Linked DNA regions of Anas platyrhynchos: region 1 is linked to region 2. Evidence: chromatin contacts called from public Hi-C data. All regions are on one chromosome and are shown on one strand. The core of a region is the stretch at or near the end of the contact, and the rest is flanking DNA. Distances in the headings are between cores, read along the strand shown.

The links. Hi-C and Micro-C count contacts between places; a contact is called where the count stands out from the background.
Region 1: a Hi-C map of skeletal muscle shows a contact between it and region 2, with 4 times the contacts expected there. The contact joins two enhancer-like sites. A contact is called at or near these places in 3 of 8 Hi-C or Micro-C datasets (liver, skeletal muscle and subcutaneous adipose tissue).

The regions. Positions count from the first base shown.
Region 1 is chr5:23,387,600-23,391,911 of IASCAAS_PekinDuck_T2T, reverse strand. No RefSeq gene overlaps it. Among named protein-coding and RNA genes, the nearest start is that of ANGEL1, 20 kb to the left of the region's middle. Within about 2 kb of position 1,386, at least 4 of the 8 cell types and tissues checked have an H3K27ac peak or open chromatin away from gene starts, as enhancers often do.
Region 2 is chr5:23,140,532-23,144,988 of IASCAAS_PekinDuck_T2T, reverse strand. POMT2 (protein O-mannosyltransferase 2) reads right to left here. Exons shown (of 21, transcript XM_038180523.2): 10 at 4,164-4,230; 11 at 3,188-3,257; 12 at 1,598-1,676; 13 at 722-873. Among named protein-coding and RNA genes, the nearest start is that of POMT2, 13 kb to the right of the region's middle. Within about 2 kb of position 2,303, at least 2 of the 8 cell types and tissues checked have an H3K27ac peak or open chromatin away from gene starts, as enhancers often do.

The sequences.
Region 1 (4,312 bases), core at 137-2,636, 250 kb before region 2:
TATCCCATTTAGAAGGAAAGCACATGGACAAAGACTGGAGCAAGTGCCCTGCAGACGGCCCCTACCAGACTTAGCTGCTTTGATGCAGAGACCTTTGCAAGAAGAACTAAATTCATGTGAAACTACAGCTAATGCTGCTTTAAAAAGTTACGGGTAATAGGAATTTTATTAAATAGCTCCATGGGAAAAGATATGCTAGAAGGGTGGAATCCATAACTGATTTTAAATGGCTCAGATACTGAACTGCTTTTTTTAAATCAACATAAAAAGCTAACAAAGAAAGATTTCACCAACCCTTAAGAAGTAATGAAAGCCTTGCATATACTAATATTTACAAATAAATGATAAAAAATATCATCAGAGAATCATGGAATGGCTCAGGTTGGAAGGGACCTTAAAGATCATCTAACTCCAACCCCCTGCCATAGACAGGGATGCCACCCACCAGATCAGGTTGGCCAGTATACACATGTGCAGATGAGCAGATCCACAGGAAGTACATTTTGCCATGTGAGCAACTTCCACCATAGACTATACCACAAAAAAACTACGAGAATTGAGACATGTTGGCCAGCAAGAAGAGAGGAAACAGAAGAACTCCTTTCACTACCCATTCATTACACCCTTTTCACTCTCCATCCATTCACTAGATGACATCTAAGGTCCCTTCCAGCCATCCTATGATTCATTCTATGAATTCTCAACTGGAAAAATCTTCCATTAGAGTTCAGGTGGCTCCAGTGTCTCCTGAGAAGCCAGCCTGACTGCTGACATGAGGGTGCTGCTATGGCTGCTCAGTAGTCATCTCCAATACACGACAGACTCCTAGCCTTTATCTCATTACCCCAGCTAGTCTGTGTCCTCTGCTGTCTGTGACAATCCCTCAGCTACTCACAAGTCTATGGACATTTATTGTACACACACATTTGTCTTTCTTCCAAGCAGAAGAATGCCACCCGTTCAATCACTCCTCAGAGGACAGACTCTGCTGGTCCTTGTTTCCCTTCTCTGAACCGTTCCCAGATGGAATATATGGGAATAAGAAATGCAAAAAGCATTCAGGACACTGGGGAGTTTGCACAGACATAACACTGCGGGGTTTGTTGTTGTTCTCTTTTCCTTTCCTAATCACTCCTAGCATGCTGTTAGCTTTCCTCAGCTGTTACTGAGCACTGAGGCGTGCTTCCACAGCACCACACACCAGCCCTGCAGGATCTTCCTCCTGAATACCGCGGCCCACCGTGGAGCCCACCCTTTCCTACGTGACAAGCAGGGCGAGGGGCGGCGTGCCTGCCATTTTACAATCAAGAGCACTTCTTCCTAAAGCAGAGCTGCTGAGACACCGCTCCTGCTGCAGGGCTCTGCGACTGCCGGCGCCGGCCACCAGATGTCCCCTCAGCACCAGCGCTGGGGCGGGGAGCGCGGCCCGGGGCCTCCCCGCCCTGCAGGCGCCAGGCCCCGAGACCCAGCGGCCGGAGGCCATTTTCAGCCCCTCTTCTGGAAACGGCTCCCTGCCTTCTGTCCTAAAATAATGCTAAATTTCACGCCCTGGTGTCTCTCGGGGCCCACCTTTGGGGTGTGCACGGGGAGGTGTCCCCGCTGCAGGGCAGTTTGGGTCCTTCTCGGCCCCGCTGCAGCTGCTGCAGGTGCCCACAGGCCCGGGTGCGCTTGCCCAGCATTTCTGGAGGGGCTGCTCTTTAAAACTCACGGGTCATTTCGCAGCCCTTCTCCAGCAGCACCAAGCTTGTTGACCAAGTGGTCACCATTCACTGCCAGTGTAAAATATCTGTGTGGCTTGTTTCCCCACAACCCCCAAAACTCCCATTTTGAGTCTTTTTTCAGCCTCAGAGGCGTACATTACAAACACCAAAATGTGCAGGCTGAGAACTAAGGCTGGAGGCTATCAGATGTTTGGGACCAGCTAACGATTTGTATTTGTACAAAAAATAGTGGGTTTCTGTTTTTGTTTTTCATGACTGGCAACCATTGTTACCTCACAGAGATGATGATTTAGGAAAACCCAGATTTTCTTCCAAAATGAACCTCTTGGCTTATCAGCACGCAGATGCTCTATGAGTCAGTTAAGCTGGATCAGAGGTGAGAAGTTTCTCACCGTTTCTAGACTTGTGTGGAAAAAAAAGACTAAGGTTTGCTTTCTGGGTACTGACAGCAGAGAGTGAGGGCTGTGCTCCACTGTCCAGAGAGCACCGTGTTTGTTCTGCAGCTCAGGGCTGCACTTCTGAGCAGGGAGTAGCACGTATATACCAGGAAATATCTTCATCTTTTATTCCTGCAGCATCTTGGGTTTGTCTTGCATATGTTACACATGAATCTTTATCTCATGCACAGTGCTGTTGTGTATTAGTCATGCATTACTATTCTGCTTAGGTTTGCACAGAACTGGCTGCCCAACTAAACTGATTTGTCCAATTATCACCCTTGAGATTCTAGATTAGCTACAGCCATCAAAAACACAGTCTTCTGTAAGAAAACAACATAATCAAATATAGATGCGTACTGGCCGGCGGCAGGTGTGACTTTTATTTATTCGAGTGTCCACTTAAACTCCAGATTCAACAATGATGTGGCAGCTAGGTTGTACCTTTACACCACGGAAAACCTCCAGGGAGACTGGATGGTTTCTTTCACGGAAAGAGAGAAAGAGAAAGCTGATGAATTTGTGCCCAAATTTCTATCTCCAGAAGGGTTTAGATAAGTTAAAATTATCTACTTCACCAAATGCACAAACTCTAAAGAAAATGAATCTCTCTGGAGGATGTAGGTGAAACCTTATGTCCTTTTGTGTGGCTCGATGCAACTAAAATAGCAAAAAACTGTAAGTGCCAGTGAAAATTTTAATTCTCCAAACTCACATGCAAGCAAGCAGTGCAGGGGAGGGATGTGGTTGCAGTGTTGCAGAATCTCTCTGAACACTCTCGGATCAATAAAGCTTTTTTAAGCTTGGTGGCAGCATTTGTCCCCATGCTGGCATTTCAGGGATGAACTGAGGTAGGTGCTGAGCAGGGATGGTCTGGGAGTGGAATATGAATTGCTCGGTTGATCCCACACCTGTGAAATGGTGCAGAAGGAAATGTTTTGGCTGCCATAAATTCAGGCAGCTCTGAGACTCATCTAACATACTTCAGGAATTCAGCCTGCCAGCACAAAATTGGGCAGTGTGGAAAGCTGGCAAAACAAAATCTCTGCATATTCCATGGGCTGAGAGAGTGACACAGCTGAGTAACATTTTCAGATCTCTTTGATATTAGAAAGCAAATAACTACCATTAAGTAACATGTTTTGAAAACACAGCATGCACACCACAGTATTTAATGTGCTAGCTAGTTTAGATGAATCTCTGGATCTCACAAGGAAAATCATATTTCTGTTACGGATTTCACACAGCAGAATGAGGCCCAATTCGGATTGATTTCCTACTGCCACTGCAACAACTATGACAACACGGCATTGCATTAAAAAAAAAAAAAAAAAAAAAAAAAAAAAAACACTGCTAATCAGAATCTCTGGAAATCTCAGAGTAACTACAAAATCTAACGCTATATGCAGTTATCTCAGCTTGTTCATGTTTAAGATCTTTGATCTGTCTAGCTGAGCTGGCCAAAAGGGTTTTGGCTTTTCTTTCAAAGAAGAAATCTCACAAGCTGCAGAAGTGTGTACACTGATACCAGTCTTCATCTTTAAGCTTGCATCAATAGTTCTTTGTTCCAAAGGCCTCCCATCCATATAATGAGTATATCAAAAGATGTTCTGCATTTATCAGTGGAGATAAGCCTTGTGCAGAGGGGTGTCCTGCAGCTGTGCACAACATCCAGCATCACGGGACTGGAAGCATGCAGTGCACACTGCAATGGACCGTGTGACTGAGATGCTTACGCTCCCCGTCTACTCACTGAGTAAATCCCCAACTGGACGTATCACAGCAACTTTACAGAATCTGAAGAGATGATGGAGCTGGTTACATCAGGCACACATGTGCCGAGAAATACAAGCAGGGTGCTGGGATCAGCTGTTTAACATCTTTGTCAGTGACACGGACAGTGGGATTGAGTGCACCCTCAGCAAGTTTGCCGATGACCCCAAGCTGTGTGGTGCAGTCGACATGGTGGAGGGAAGGGATGTTATCCAGACGGACCTGGACAGGCTTGAGGTGGGCCTGTGCGAACCTCATGAGGTTCAACAAGGTCCTGCATCTGAGTTGGGGCAATCCCAAGCACAAATACAGGCTGGGCAGAAAATGGATTGAGAGCAGCCCTGAGGAGAAGGACCTGGGGGTGTTAGTTGACGAGAAGCT
Region 2 (4,457 bases), core at 1,054-3,553:
CCATAAAACAGTGAAGGGAAACCTAAGATAGCAGTGACAGAAGCAGCTCTGGAAGCAGAAGCCTGCTGCTTCAGGATCCATGTTAGCATCCCACACAGTGGAGCTGTGCAGATACAGCAGCTTGTTTGGCATTAGTCTGGATGTCTCTGCATGCACCTCGTTTTGTGATAAAGATATATAATCCGTAAACATATTAAATCCCATCCCCTGTTAACATCAGATTGTTACCGTTGCCCTCACACTACAAATGCCTCATGTAAAAATAGCAGGACGGACTTCCAACAACAAAAGAAGTTAATACCAATAACAATAGGTTTGGAGGATTATGGTACGGAATGGCATGAACTGCCCCAGTTTCTAGCAATTTTGGTGAACCTTAAGGCTAAAACAGGCCTTGAAGAACACAGCTGTCATCCCCTCCTGGACTTACTGCATGACAAAATCAATACCTGTGCAAATCTTAGATCTCTTGGCAGGGGATATGATTTTTCAGAGCCACAGCCCAGCAGGCACCTTCACTGGAACACACTGCATAACCCTAGCCCTGATCATCTGGTTGCATTTTAAGTACCTGTTGGTTATTTTTTTATTCTTTTAAATATAAAGAAATGGAGGAAACGTGGTTACTGCTTAGTTTAAATTTAAAAGTACCAATAAGCAAACAAACATTGTAGCTCCTGGCCATGTGGGATGGGGCAGGGAAGGAATACGAGGTTCTTACCATTTTGGCAGAGTCTTTCCAGAAGAGCCCAGTAAACACCCTGTGGCCACATGGGTTAGCCGGACCTGACTCCGCAGGACTTTGATAAGCTTCCCAGGCTTTCTGCCCACCACTTCAATCCGCCAGAAGTCATTGGAGTCTCCTGTTCCGTTCTATCATGGAAAAACACCATAGGAGAGAAACAAACAAACCTAACCAAAAGACACGTGCAATTGAAGTACTGCAAATACAAACTTCTGAAACTCCAGTGATGACAAAGCTAAACAAAAGAGCCCACACTATCATTGCTCAGACTTCACAGAAGAGATTCCCCATTAAAAACAGAGGATTCTACACATGAGCAACTACCACAGACATTTTTATCTTGCCAGCCTTTTTTTTTCCCCTTCAAATTCATTCTTGACTATGGCTCAGAGTTACATTTCAAAACAGGGGTAACTTGGCTGCTTCACAGAAGGGGTTTAGGCAACAGCCTTTGGAAATTCAGCCCTCAAAGCAGATTTCATTTTCGTGATTCAAACTTCTGTCATCATTCTGTCAACAAAAGCCAGTTGTCTACGTGACAAGGCCAAATACACGAAATAATACTTGTCAGAGCAACTTCAGGGTTGCTCAGTTTGGCATTTATGGAGTTGAAGGCTGCCAAAGCTAGACTGACATTAAAGCTTACGTTATTTTCTTGTCTGTGTTCATATTAAATAGACCTTAAATAAGATAAGCTATTTTATACTAGACCAACTTCTCCTCTAATCCTGTAGATTTACAGCTACATCTACCACCCTGGCAAACAAATTAAGAGCAGAAATAAATCCCCCTGGCACAGTATGAACTCCCCCCCACCCAAACAGCTTTTGCTTCCTCTTGCCATTCACTTACTATTCCATAGCCAGTGACCTGAAAATGCTTCCTTGTCAGGGGAGCCTCGTGCTGGTGACTGTGAAGATTTCTTGAAGTTCTGGAATGAAATTAAAAGTCAAACCTTGTTTGTTTGTTTAAAATGTCTCAATCAATTTGTGATAAGATCTTTTGGTTTAAGGCATTTAGAGACAGCCACCAGCACTTCGACCACCAAATGGCAGAGCAAGATACAGCTCCGACAGCAATAGGGCCACAGAGCAAAAGAGCTGCTTCCCACCATGCAACTCTGAGTTTACGCCACACTGGGCACTTTTAGCAAAGAAGGACACCATGAATAAATCCAGCCCTCAGGCCATAAACCACCACCTCCAAGTGGTAATTTACCACAGCTCGTAAATCAAAAACATTTAGGTGAAACTGCCCTGAGGTCCACACACACACACACACACGTACACACACGTGCTTTTTTCCTTCTTATGAAAGGAGAAAGGTGGGACTGACAGTCCTGCTCTTGCAAGAAGCAAAACAAGATCCTGACCTCTCTACATTATCACTTTTACTTTTGAGGTGAAAGACTCTACCTTTTGGTCAGATTTACTGAGGTGGGGAATCGTGGCCCCCATTACACCAGCCACAGATGGAGCCTCTCACTCCAGCAGGGACTGGCAGATGAGGCAACCAGAAAAGTGGGTCCATATCCTGGTCAGTTCTTACTTATATTATGAACCTCCCTCGCCAACAACACAGCTGCATCTAGCCCTCCCTGCCTTATCTGCACACAAAGCCTCTGCCCACACTTGATGAAATCTGTCTGCAAAGAGAGGAGAGCCACCTGCTGGATCTTTACCCTAACGCTGCGGTTTTACCTCCCATTCTGCAGAATTCCCTTCCAACACATAAGTTAAGCAAGCCCAGTATTGCCAAACCAGGATTTTACCACTTTCATTATCGTATACTTAGCAGTAAAACCCAAAGTTCAATATATCATTTTTAAGGTCTTCAAATCTTTTTGGAAGACTTACACAATGACTTGTGGATATGCAATACTGAACACAGTAAGACATAATTTTCAGGCTCACAAATATAGAACTTCTGTTAAGAATTAAAAGCCGTGATAGCACAGAGCATTATGGCACTGTGACATTAGATGAGATGAAGATTAAATATCAAGTCACTAGGGCTCCCCTACGTCACCCTCATTTATTCATCACAAAGGCAAAAGCCAACATTTTCATTGAAAATGTCTCAGAGCTGTGATTTATGTCATTTTTGTGCACAAAATGACAGAACATGGGTTTTGAATGGCTTCTTCGCAGGAGTTGCCTTTACTATTGCACCTCACATAGTTGAACAAATCCCTGTGCCACCTAGGCAGGTACTGATAATGAAGCTGTATGGTTCTGTTAAAGGTTTCCCATTTTACAGACACTTCAAAACAGACCAAAGAAGAAAACCTCCACAAAGCCCGCATTGGCAATGCAGATGTACAGACATCTCTGCCGCAAAGCCAGCTTCTGCTGGCCTAACATTGTAGTCTTTGGCAAGCCAAATCTCCCTCCAGTTCTACTCAATCATTCAGTCTCTTCACATCCCAGAAATCGTCCTTACTCTTTATGTTCCAGGCGAATAATATCTCCATGCCTCACAAACTCCACAGGGCTGGAGGGGTCTGACAGATCTGCTGGAGGAAGAAAACTAATCACACCAAAGCACTGACAAACAAATCAGGGTCTCAAGGTTTTTTGTGAACATTCATGCCTCAAGCAGACAATACAAGGCAAACTAGTTTGTGTAAGCTTGGTGTAAATCACTACTCTAGTTTAAAGAACAGCCCTGAGGGTTACTCTATAGAGTAACATGACCCAAAGCAGCACATAGTGCCCTTAAATAAAGGGGATGCCTGGCTAGGCTAACTGAACTTCTTAACTAGATATCTACATTTTAATTTCATGGACTATAAAATGACACTTGTAAGACCGTTTATAGTTTTGTAATATATAGGTTACTTGAATTTTTTGTTGTTTAGAGTGTTCCTTGTCAGTTTTTAAATATAGGTGCTGTTTTATATATAGGTGCTGCAGGTGTAGAAAGGAAACTACCCTAGACCAAACATGCCTCAGCTACACTAATTGATATTCTAAATCAAGAGAATATCACCTTCAATAATCTATGTTGTCCAAGGAAGCATCTAAGCAAATCACTTGAACACCATGTATCAGAACATACCAAGAACCAACTTCTCCAGTAGTCACAGCCATAATAACAGACTCCACAAAATATTAACTGAGCTCAGATTAATTTCCTCTCTGTTATTGGCAACCCGACCTGACTGAAAAGTTGTCAATGCAACCTTCAGCCAAAAAAAAAGCTTAATTTACTTTTACTGTACATCCTGGAGAAAAAAAATAAAATAAAAAAATGGTAGATACAAATAGGGTTGATGAAGATGGAGTCAGATTCCCTTTGTTCTACCTCCTCCCCTCCTCTTATCTATGAAGGGCACTTTGCCCTGGAGGGAACTCAACATATTTATGTTAACAACTGAAGCAGCAATTATAAAAGGCTCTTTACTGGTATTTGTTACCTGTATCTGAGTCATGCTTCTTTATAATCCACAGGTTATTCAAATCTTTATGTAAGTAGGCAGTGACCTAAAAGCACAGGATAAATTATTTTACCAAACAAGAATAAAGCTGGTGATAGCAAAGATGCATTCGCCAGCAAATCAAAGTCCCAAACAAATGCACTACTAACAGAGAAAACCTGGGAAGATTTCTACAGCATTTCACTCTAGAAAGCCAGTTACTGACCGCTGCTTAACCAAGATCCCACCCTTTACTCAGGGTCCAGCATATCCACCCTGGAGCACTAGAGCACT